Regions from separate parts of the Mus musculus genome. Here all the other regions are linked to region 1. The links are chromatin contacts, called in public HiChIP or PLAC-seq maps. All regions are on one chromosome and are shown on one strand. Each heading gives the region's core, a stretch centred on a gene start, on an enhancer-like site or on the middle of the called end of the contact. The rest is flanking DNA. Distances are from core to core; before and after follow the strand shown. Region 1 overlaps Aim2 (absent in melanoma 2). Region 2 holds the start of Cfap45 (cilia and flagella associated protein 45). Region 3 holds the start of Slamf9 (SLAM family member 9).

The links. HiChIP or PLAC-seq counts read pairs in DNA pulled down with a chosen protein or histone mark.
Region 2: a contact with region 1 is called in an H3K27ac HiChIP or PLAC-seq map of acute myeloid leukemia, with 3 times the contacts expected there. The contact joins the promoter of Cfap45 here to the enhancer-like site in region 1. A contact is called at or near these places in 5 of 39 promoter capture datasets (3T3-L1-derived adipocytes, the C10 cell line, the HPC-7 cell line and 3 more), 7 of 115 datasets of contacts at active chromatin or transcription factors (acute myeloid leukemia, bone marrow-derived dendritic cells, bone marrow-derived macrophages and 3 more) and 2 of 9 other capture datasets (liver and macrophages).
Region 3: an H3K27ac HiChIP or PLAC-seq map of microglia shows a contact between it and region 1, with 5 times the contacts expected there. The contact joins the promoter of Slamf9 here to the enhancer-like site in region 1. A contact is called at or near these places in 2 of 39 promoter capture datasets (embryonic stem cells and liver) and 2 of 115 datasets of contacts at active chromatin or transcription factors (bone marrow-derived dendritic cells and microglia).

What each region holds. Positions count from the first base shown.
Region 1 is chr1:173,439,408-173,443,390 of GRCm38.p6, reverse strand. All of the region lies in intron 2 of Aim2 (absent in melanoma 2), which reads right to left. Among named protein-coding and RNA genes, the nearest start is that of Aim2, 21 kb to the right of the region's middle. Within about 2 kb of position 1,895, at least 79 of the 459 cell types and tissues checked have an H3K27ac peak or open chromatin away from gene starts, as enhancers often do. A contact at or near this core is called in the HPC-7 cell line, acute myeloid leukemia, bone marrow-derived dendritic cells and 5 more, where this site is marked.
Region 2 is chr1:172,519,401-172,523,190 of GRCm38.p6, reverse strand. Cfap45 (cilia and flagella associated protein 45) reads right to left here and starts at 2,061. Exons shown (of 12, transcript NM_027972.1): 1 at 2,010-2,061. The coding sequence starts at 2,012.
Region 3 is chr1:172,473,282-172,477,415 of GRCm38.p6, reverse strand. It overlaps Slamf9 (SLAM family member 9), which reads right to left and starts at 2,056. Exons shown (of 4, transcript NM_029612.4): 1 at 1,877-2,056; 2 at 942-1,283; 3 at 1-210. The coding sequence starts at 1,919. It also overlaps the pseudogene Gm7804.

The DNA of each region.
Region 1 (3,983 bases), core at 646-3,145:
AAGGTAGATTATGGCATAGTTGAAACTTGGAGATTAAGAGTGTATTATCATTAGAAAAGACTGAACATGTCCAGGCACTGTGCTACACACCTGACATTTCATCACTTGAGAAATGATGGGGCAAGAATTGCCTCAGGTTGGCCTACATGGTAAGTTCTGTGCCAGCCACGGCTTCATGGAGAGATCCTATCTCAAAACATAAAACCCAAACCAAAAGGCTAATATAGCTGCTGCTAGTGAGTAGGATTTGAAGTAGTAACACATGAGAGAGAGAGAGTTACTCTTTTATTTTACCTTTTTTTTTTTTTTTGATCAGTGCAAGAGGACTAAACTATGGACATTGTGCATGCTAGGCCAGCAGCACTCTGTCACTGAATACCATTCCCATCCCCAAAGAGCTATTCTCCCAATGTTGACAGTACTATTTGAATTTTAAGTCAGAGCAATATACTGACTTGATAAAAACAAGGATTAAGCCTAAAATATAAGGGACTCTGCTAATTCTCGCTAAAGTGCTTTACCATTCCATCACCCCCAGGAATCATACATAATAACGTTAATGCCAAATATGATCCATAATAAATTAAATAACGCTTTAGAAATAGAATTAATTACTTCCAGCTAAATTGGTTTCGAAAGAATCCATTAGGGGGAAAAGCGCTTGAACGCATCAATTCCTTCTTAATTTTATTGTAACACAGTTTCTACTCTGTATCCCAACCTTCCCTTGACCTGGTGATTCACCGGGGTCACATCTCCAGGTACTAAAATTAAAGATGTGCACTACGTGTGCTGCAGTGCCTGGCTCAGGGTCAGGTTCTCAGGAAATAGGAATTCCATGAAGTAGAAGCCTACTTTTGTGAAATGGAAGTTATTTCATAATATTTTATATGTGCGTGCTATACATAATACATTATATGTAATCTATAACACATATATAATATACATATGGCCACATAGTGCATAATTGTCTCAGACACAAGGTTAAACTTTATTACTCAACCACTAAGGGCTACCCTTTCCCCAGGTTACCTCACAGAACATTACAGTAACTCTGACTCAAAGCCTAAGTTACTGGAGCTGGGATGAAATGAAGACTCGTAGTCAGTTGCTCAGAAACACATCCATCACTTCTGTTCGCACCTATTGTATTCTGCTAAGATGCCCATTTTCTTGCTCTTGCTATGCCTTGCCTTTTTAGAACATCTGGGAATAATTCTTTACCCAAGATACAAACCATTTTTTTTTAATTACGTATTTTCCTCAGTTACATTTCCAATGCTATCCCAAAAGTCCCCCATACCCTCCCCCGCACCACTTCCCTACCCATCCATTCCCATTTTTTTGGCCCTGGCATTCCCCTGTACTGGGGCATATAAAGTTTGCAAGTCCAAAGGGCCTCTCTTTCCAGTGATGGCCGACTAGGCCATCTTTTGATACATATGCAGCTAGAGTCAAGAGCTCTGGGGTACTGGTTAGTTCATATTGTTGTTCCACTGATACAAACCATCTTTAAGGATACAGGAAGATTAATCAAACCCTAGATGGTGGATCCTACAATTCTCCAACCCCATGGTTCCTATTTCTTGTTCATCCCATCCTTCCCTGAACCTGTTACACAGCTCAAAACACACCTAAATTTCCTTCCACAGAAGGATCAATAACATCAAATTGCTCAAGATTCTTGCTGCAAACAACAGAATTGACTCCAGCTAGCTTAATAAAGTCTTGTTTTCTTAAAAATAATAACCTCAGAGATCAGTAAAGGATAAAGGAACAAAGTCTGGTCTAAACTCACAGAAAAAGGCTCCCCACCCCTCCCCCCACCCACACATCAAACCACACAGTGAAACTGTTCTGAAGGAGGAAGCTCACTGCTGCTGTCACCTGCAGAATGCCAGGATCTGTCTCCACAGCCACTGCTAAAACTTCAGCACCAATGCTGCCTCGGTGTCAGCAATCCTATTGCAATTTCAGTTGCTGCCTGAAAGCTAATCACGCCTAAAGGAGCCATATTGGCAAGGGCTATGCCCTCCATGTTTCTGGTCCTTATACCAAAGACGTCAGACTCAAATCTCATCTGGAAAGCACCCGTTAGGGCAAGCCCTTGTCTGCTCCAGCCATCTGCACTGCAAAGGAAGCTGAAAGTTGGACTTACTTCTGGGTTGGGGAGGTAGGACTATTACATGTGAATTATTTGTAAGATGCTGGAAAGTCCCAAATGTGACATGTGCCCAGTAAAAACACAAAAAAGAAGGGGGAGGAGGAGGAGGAGGAGGAGGAGGAAGAAGAGGAGGAGGAGGAGGAGGAGGAGGAGGAGGAGGAGGAGGAGGAGGAGGAAAAGAAAAACCTATTTAAAAGAGGTAGAGATTTGAAGGCTAAACCCAAAATGCTGGGTCAGGGAAGCATTCAAAAAGTGTCATTGATACAGAAAAACAGGAAGAGGAGGAGCAGGGCAGGGCAGGTGATAAGAATGTGGGCTGCGTGCAAGAAGTGTTAAATTTGAGGTACTCATGAGATATGTAAATAGAGAGATTTAATTGAATTTATGAACCTGGAGCTTAGATGAAAGGTCAGAACTCTGGATAATGCAAACTGCATTAGAATGCAGATGGCAACTGATGCTGTGGAGAGGATGTGGCTAAGGAGGGAGGTGAGGTGGAAGCACCCCCTAGAGACTCAGGGAGCCATGGCACTGGGCAAAAGAGGAGCAAGGGAGGGAGACTGAGAAAGAAAGGTCAGAGCACTAGAGAACAGAAGCACAAGCTAGGGGGTACCAGAAGGCAGGATAAAGAAGGAGGATGGGGATCAATAGTGTAGCATACATTTGAAACTTGAGAAAATAAGACAGATCTCAAAGGTTCTCACTATACCCACGGTAAAAAGATATCTATGTAGGCAAACACACAAACACATACACATACACCATACACACACACACAGAGAGAGAGAGAGAGAGAGACAGACAGACAGAGAGACAGAGACAGACAGACAGATTAATTTTGTTCTATGATTATCATTTCACAAGATATGTACACATGAAGATACTACATTGTGTCCTGTTAACGCATACCCATTATCTGTGAATTATAGCTCAATAAAGGCAGCGAGTGGAAGGTTTCAGATCTTAAAAGTTCTACTAAGATTTAGGAAGCATACAGGTGGCTATTGCCTGATTTTCCTATGATATTTTCTATAATTTTCACCCCTCGTATCCTGACTTCTAGTCTAGGTTGCTTGGCGGATGCTGGGCCATACTGTCCTGAAGCAGAGATGAACAGAGACAGGAACAAAGCAGAGATACTGGCCTTTGAGAAAGCTGTAAGCTTCTGAAACCGCAGGATCATACAGCTTTGCTACCAAGTGGAAGGTTCCCCTTGCCTTCTGCCTGCACACAGGCTTTGTTTCTAGTGTGAGCTGTCCCTGCTCTCATGCAGGGGCATATGCCTAGGACCGTCAGGTCAGTGGTCAGGCCTTCCTCACATCCCTCAACCCCCTGTACTGAACCCTGCTGCCTTGGAAATCTTGCCATTCTGTGCACCCCCTTCATTTGATCTCTACAGTTCATCGCCCAAGCCCAAAGCCAGGATTCCATGATTTTCCCATCATGGTCACATAAGACACAGAAGTTCATGATATCTGCCACCCTATCAAACAAATGAAAATAAACATCAGCTTGGATGACCTTAAGTCTCACGGTCTTATGAAGTACCTACTCCATGAGACTACCTGAGTGTATCTGGTGGCGGGGGTGGGTGTGGGGGTGGGGAACATTATGAACATCGAAAGAGTTTATATAGTTAAAAGACTAAGAAAGACAATAAAATACTAAGACAAATATAAAACATTATATTATAGCAAACACTGTGCACTATTACTAGTATTAGGAAATTTTTGTGTTGTTTCTGCTATTTTCATAAAAAGGCAAGCTATAGAAGCATAGGGCATATTCAGATATCGTTTATAAACAATGTAAAAATCAA
Region 2 (3,790 bases), core at 812-3,311, 920 kb after region 1:
TGGCTCACAGCCATCTGTAATGAGATCTGATGCCCTCTTCTGGTGTGTCTGAAGATAGCTACAGTGTACTTATGTATAATAATATTTAAATCTTTGGGCCGGAGTGAGAAGAAAAAAAATAAAATAAAATAAAGCCGGGCATAACATCGCACGTTTATGTCACCACTGCCCTCTGGTCCCTGCATTTTGGGTGGTTCACCACTGCCCTCTGGTCCCTGCATTTTGGGTGAGTGTAACTATCATGTTTCTTATATTGAATAGTTTTCTGCAATGATAGGTAACTATTTTATGACCAAGAAACACAGTATTTATATACATAACTATTTCTAGTTGAGAACAAAGTATCTGTATATGACAGGATCTAGGGGATTTGGCTTAAACTCAAGCAAGACAAGGCAAGCCGGGACTGGAATAGGTCGGTGTGGAGTTTCCCTGACGTAAGTACACCACCACCTGTCAAGGGAACAAAGACAAAGGCTGCTCATTCTTAGACGTTCCTTCCCACTCAGATCCAGTTCCTCTTTCGCACACAGAGTCAACACAGGCTGACAAAGTCCGGCTTCAGATTCTTGGCCTGGGAGTACTTCCCACTCCACAGACTTGGCTATGGGAAAGGAGGGATTCCCTCACATCAGGTCTCTTGCCTCTCGCTATGAGTGATCCACCTGGTTGTCCTCTTTCTTTAAATGGACCAGGCTGCCCACCTGTGACATATCCCGGTAACTTGACACCAGGGTTGAAGATGAGCCTCCAGCCTCTCCCTCCATAGGATCTATTGATCCTTTTCTTTGGGGGAGTTCTGGAAGCTTGTCTATGAGCCTCCCTGCTGCCACCACCTCTCATCCCTCCATGCTCTCAAACAAAAAGCTGTGATTAGCACTATACACACACTCCTGGCTTGCTGGTGATTACTCAAACCCACTGCCCCCTGACATGTCTGTATGCCCATTCCTATCCAAAGGAAAATTCCAGTAAGTTAGGGTCAGTAAGTTTGGCAAACTCTTGTCCTGAGTGGTCTCTGGGTGGGAATCTCTGGGCTTGGGAGAGATTAGCATTCCCTTGAATGCTAGGGAAAAAGGCACCTTTAACACAGGACAGAAGAACTTACCTCTAACACTTGTCCTTTGGTACCAGGCATAGTGTCAGGTCATATCTCTCTCTCTCTCTCTCTCTCTCACACACACACACACACACACACACACACACACACACACACTGCTGTGCTGAGGGAAGACAGTTAAGTAAAATGTACAGCCAAAAGGGACCCCCATCCCTGCACGCCAGGGAGTCCTCAGAAGTTCGGAACCCAGCTTCTTCTGAAACCCACTAAATCCCGTAAGAGCAAGACAGACACTGAGACTAAAGGAGGCCTACCAAGACAACCCAGATATCCACCTCAGCCACCCAAGTGGCCAGCCATTTCAAGTAAGTTCCAGTAACCACACGCCCCGACACCTGTCCGCAGACTCCCCTAACACTTCAGAGCCAACACAGGCTCCTGCGAGGCCCTGCTGGTCTTCACAGTCTATGACCATGACCATCCGCCGCCATCCAAAGAATATCAGGACTGGCAGACTTATCCCAATCATTCCCCCAGGAATTCCCTGCCTCATTCATTCATTCATTCATTCATTCATTCATTCATTCATTCATTCACTAATGCTTATGATGTGCCCAAATCATTCCCACGCAGTGAGAACAGAGGCTCTTCTGAAACATTAGGTGCCTTTCCCATGATCACCCTGCTGGTTATGGTCTTCTAACGGGTGCTCTTCTCAACATCTCACGTCACAGCCCAAGAGGACTCAGCTCAAGAGGATGGGGGAGAAGGTGCAGCACATCCCCCATTCAACCCTACCAGTCTTTTGAGACTTCCTTTCCAGCCGTCGTCCCGTCCTCACTCCCAGAACTTCCTGTCTTCCCCAGACTCTTAGAGAAAGCTCCACCTTTCCCTCTCAGAGCCCCAAACCACTTCAGGACTCAAGAACTACAGCTACCCAGACCCTCACCATCGTTGCGGCCGCTTCAGCTGCAGGCACCTCCACCGGCTCCGCCGGAGCTGACGCGTTACCATAGCAACCCAAGAACTAGCACTCAGCGATTTAGACCCGCCCTCGCCCCGCCCAATTCCTGGAGCAGTCACGAGGTAGTTTAGAAGCAGGAACCCCTCCCTCAACCTTTTCCCGCCCTAGAGTAGCTGGAACCAGGCTCTTGAAGGTTGCGCCCTTTGGATACGCCCATCATGTCCACTTTGGCTTTTAACCCAGTTCAAGCCAGGTTCAGACTTTAAAGGGTCTACTTTCCATGGGTCCCGGAGGGCTCAACTATCAAGACCCCAAGAGCTAAGCCGAGGATCCTGGTTTTACCCTCACAGACCCTTCCACCCTAGGTTACCATGGTTACCGCTACCGGGTTCCGGGAGGATTCAAACCAAACCTGATGAGAGTTCAGGCTGCTGAGAGGCAAGCAGCATTAAACCAAACACATTCCACAGTAGGAAGGAGTCTGACTAGACCAAAGAACACTTCTAGCCCTGAAGATGCGTATGCGGTCTCACAAGCTTAGATCTGAGGGACTTAACTGAAAATACAAGGAGTCTAAGACAGGAAGTTCAAAACCAACCTGGGCAGCTTAGCAATGTATTTCACTAAATAAATAAACAAACTCAAAATGTAAGTCCTACCCTAAACAAAGTCAAAATCCATGGCAGGAAGTTAGGGGAACCTGGCTTTTAACACGTCTCCTGGGAATAATTTCAGGATTTAAGATTTTTCACAGTTTCACCTTGGTCCCTTGTACCTTAGTAAGATCTACAGGACAGGGCTGAGCAGTCCTTGAATCCTGCACATCCCACACCCCACAAAACCTCCTACCAACCAGGGATTGCTTTTCTTTCTCAGATGTTTATTTTCTGAGCTCTTGGTCTCTCCAGACCCCCAAGTCTCCCTCCAAACTTGTCTTAGAGAACCTTACTCCAACCTAAGTGTGGAAAACTGTTGACAAACCCTAGTAGTAGGTAGTAGAGGAAGGGAGACAATCTTCTGCCACCACCGCCACCACCGCCACCACCACCGATTATTCTGCTGCCATCGCTGCTGCTTAATCCAAAAAGCTGTGCAGCTCATTTCCAGGATTCCTCAACTCTTATCTCCTTGGGAATCCAATTACTAGCCACACCTCTCTTAGGCAGTTATTAGCCCCCACACCAAACAGCAAAGTAAGGCCAAAAAGAGGGCACTGCAAAACAAAGGATGTGTTCTTCCTGCCACACCGCAGGAACAGTTAAAGGCAGGGAGAGGAGGGTGACAAGTGAGCCATCAGGAAATCGATCCCCAGTGTTCTGCCTGAAGGTATCTCCCAGTTAGGAGTGCCTCGTTCCAGGCTGCTGTTTGGTGTGAGCCACTGTGAGGCTCATAGCAAAGCCCTGAGCAATATGTCTGCTTAGTCATGTATTTGTGCAATGTAAGTTGATTTAAAGAAACATTTATTCTGGATTTAGTGATACATGCTGGTGTGGTTTCCATCACTCGCGCACTCGCACATACAGTTATGACTCTTCCAGGCTAGGAAAACTTCCTGAAACTCTCCTTACACCAGGCGACTAAATCAACTCATCGGACATCCAGGCGGCAACCTATCAGCCATTTTCTCCATATAGTTGGGCTGTGGTATCTGCTGCCTAACGGATCTGGAAATGGAGGGAAAATGCGGTTGGGAATGAACAAAGCCAGAAGCCAGTCTGTGAAAAAGTATTCCCCTAACTGCTGGTGCTGTAAAGCTGTAAGTGGAC
Region 3 (4,134 bases), core at 807-3,306, 970 kb after region 1:
TGCAAGTATAGGAAGGAGCTTTGTCACCAGGCCTCCAGGATGTACTGAGGACAGAGCCTTCATGGGATGTGTTAGTGCTGTCCTGTGATGAAAGCCAGATGTAGGTCACGTCCATGCCTGCTCTCTCTATGGAGCACGTCAGAGATATATTACAGACACCTTCCTCTGAGATGTTAGAGTTCACAGTGATGTGGGGCTTTGACAGCCTCCCTAAAAGAGAAGAAAATAGACCCATTGAACATTCCAGAGTTGGGTCTGTTTTCCTAGTCTCTCAAGCCTTGGGTATTCTTGCTATCTTGAGAGGTATTTATTATAATATTATTTATTATTATTTACTCAAACAATAAATAAGCAAAATCAAATAAAACAACCACATAAATTGTGGTTGCAGGGTCCTGAGGATCTGCTGAGACAGATACCCAGCCCTAGAACCTTCTGACATCACTCTCTTAGCTTTACACCCTCTTACCTTCAAATCCTCTTCTATCTCACTGATTACACAGTATAGTATCACCCCTCCCCCTCCCAAAGACCTTTACATGGTAACCATCTCTCCAAGACCCAAAGTAGATTCAATGTGGCAGGTGAAGAAATTTTGTTTCAAGTAGGGAAAAATGTTTATTAATCCTCGAACCACTCAGGGGAATAAAGGCTTCGAGAGCTGTTTATCTAGAGCAATCTCCTTGGTGAAAAAGAGCCCTTTGATGCTCTATACACCATCTTTATCTTTCTTACTGCTTTGGGCACCTCCATGGAAACAGCCTCAGTGTCCATTGCCTCCTTGTTCCTGTTCATTTTCCCTGTGGCTGAAGCTCAGGCACTGGAACAGACCACACTACAAGCAGTCTGCCTTCCAGTTTCAGCCTCTTAAGGCTTACCTCAGCTCCCGAGCTTCCATGCCAAGCTCAGGAAAGCCAGAATAAGGGGAGTCTTAAACTCACGGTAGACACGGAGATGGTAAGACTTCGTGATGTGGGACTCAGATGTCTTCAAGTTGACTTGGGCGTTGTAAAGCCCTGAGTCTTCCCAGGTCAGATTGCTAATATGCAGGGAGTAGCTGGACTCAGAGATGCTCACTCTGCCCCGGTATCGAGGATCCACTGCCATGATAACGGCTGGCTGTCCCTTTTTGCCTGGCTTCACGATGGCAATGTTGTTTTGAAAGAGCCAGTCTATGTGCTTAATTTCTTCATTGGATGGTATTTCCAGAGAGAGGTTGATAGACTCTTGCAGGACACCAACCACTTCCTCAGGATCCTCATCATCTCCAGAAAACCCTTTGGCTGAAAAAGAGATGCATACAGCCTGGCTGATATCTCTTGGTGGCTGCAGTTAGGTAACAGAGTAGCTATGACTCATCTGCCTCTGAGCACCTTCTCTAGCTCTATGCACCATCGTAGGACTCTCTAGCTACCTCTTGTAGTTCTAGATTTCCACTGCACCTGAGTTGATCAAGGATCTGGGAGGGGGTGGGGTCAGGGAGGGGGAAGAGATGGTCCCCATTGATCTCTTCACCATTTCCCTTCTTTTTTGTCCTTCTGGAACTGCAACCCCATGCATGTCACCCAGATATACCCTCTCATCCTGCTCAGAGGCCATAACCCACTCCTTGGAGTTCAGAGTAGAAATTCCCCCAACCTAGCCTGAGATTCAGCTACATCACATGTAGGCATGCATTCAGCACAATCCACATCAATGTACAACAGTGATACATGCACACCCATGTTTATTGCAGAGCGAGTCACAATCATCCTTTGGTGCCCCATCAACAGAAGGGCTGACACACTCATCCCCAAAGGAAGGGTCTTGCCAGCCTAAGGCCAAGTGGAACAGAGGGTATAAAGACAGTCTTATACAGGAGCAGGGAGCCACTCACCTTCCTGAAGCAGCAGCAGGAGTGACCACAGAAGGGCCCCCATATTGGCAGCTCTTGCCTGGGAAGAGTGACTTGGTCAGCTGGCTAGGCTGTGGAAACACAAGCTGGTAAGGGGTCCATAGAGGCAGAATGACTGGTTGATACTGGCAGGAAGCAGAGAGGGAAATAATTCTCCCTCCAACTTCCTCTGTACACATTAAACTCCTCCCTGGCCCTCATGGAAATGTGCCTCTCCTCCGTCTAACAGTCAGATGATGTAAGCCACTGTCTCAGATTGCCCATCCCCCAAACCAAACCCAAATCTCACTTCCTAATACAGACTTTGACTTTTCTATCTCCAGCCAGCTGCATGCCCAGATCCCGTAGAAATCACATATGCACGTGCTTCGAACTACCCAGCTGTCGGCCCTCTGAACACTCTCGCCCACCCCCTCAGTATTTTCTATGCTGCTGTGATCTTTATCTCCCCTGAGAGAGTCTATCTTTTATTTCCACTGTTATGTTTCACTGTTCCTAGCCCCTGCTAAACGCATCTTCATGGCATTAGAAAAGATGAGCGTGGGAAGTCTTCTATTTAAAGCTATTTGTATTCCCATTTGTGATGCTGTCTTCCATCCACCTTTCTGCTTTGCCTGGTGTCTGCAAACAGTTTTGACCACTCAGTGCTACTGCCATCTGATTCAGTGGCATGAGCGGTGCAGACTAGTCCCTGGAGTGTCTGAACATCAAGTCTTCACTGGGAACTTCTGGTTGGGCACAGAAGACACCTGCAAACCTCCAGTCTGCCACCTTGGCCAAGGAGCAGTGAACTCAGGAGCAGGTATAGTCCTTCCACACTGACAGATTTTTGTAGTCACAGCCTTTTCGGCTACACTTGTTTTTCCTTCTCCATCTCTTCAGGCTCCCTATAGGAGTAGAGATTAGACATGACCTGATGAGAACTATGGGTGCTCCCCAGAGATGGTGTCACATGTGTGCAGAACTTCCCAAGCCAACATCCACCAAGTAGGATTCACTGGGTGAGTACCCTTGTTGCATGCAATGTCAATGTCAATAGTACTGAGGAGAATGTGCGTTACACAGAGCAACGGCAGACAGGTTGACATAAGACACCTTTGTGATGGGCTGGGGATCAGCTCTGGGATTGGTGACTAGCAAAAGCCATCGCTTCCTGAAGTCCTCTTAGTTTGAGTAATGAAAGTCTTTTGCAGGAGCAAAAGTCAGGACAGCTAGCTGGCCCCAGGGGTTCCTGGAGGCAATGAAGTTGACATCAGCAGGATTCCCAATGCCAGTAATGGCTGGAGCTGAAAGCAGCAGCATCTCCCAGCTCCTCCTAGGGTTTTTGTTTGTTTGTTTTGTTTTAACGTAAATCCTCTCACTTTGTCTTTTGAAGATTTACTGTTCCATAAGGAAGACAAGATTGGTGCCACCTAAGAGGGTTCTTACTGCAAAGAATTTGAGGACATCCTCCTTCTCCACTGGCAGGATATCAAGTGTTCCAGAAACTATGTGAATTTGGTTTTTGTTTTTGTTGTGACATGAATTGAGAGGGACATCACATAGGCCCTCTGCCTGGACAGCAAGATAAGGCTAATTCTCTCTTAAAATACTGTTTCAGGTCAAGAATAGTGGCACATACATTTTAATATCAACACTCAGAAGGCAGAAGCAGGTGGATTGCTCTGAGTTTCAAGCCAACCAGGGCTACATAGTGAGACACTATCTCAAAAAGAAAACAACAATAATAATGACAGTAATTTAAAGAAGGGTGTAAATTAGAGTTGTTAATGTCATGGAAAGATTTTAAACCATTCAGATTATCAATGTTGATCAATGATATAGAGAAAATCAGATTTGAGAAGGATTATATAGAATTAAGGTAAGAAAAACTTTCCTCAGAAGAGGAGCCTTTATCCTATGTACACTCTTGGTGTAGAGTGATGGATAGTTCGCTTTATGTTACATGTTTACTTGGTACAATGTAGAATCACTTGGAAAAGGGTCTCAATGAGGGATGGTCTACACTGAGTTAGCTTGTAGGTATGTCTCTGGAGTTGACTGACATATGAGAATCCAGCCCACTGTAGGCAGCACCATTCCCTAGGCTGAGGTCCTGAACTGTATAAGAAATAAGCATAGGCAAAGAAGCAAGCATTCATGTATTCGGTTCCCTCTGCTCTTGACTGCATGTGTGATTGACTAGCCATGTATGTATTCGTTTCTTGTTAGTCTGATGTGACCTTCTCAGGCTCCTGATA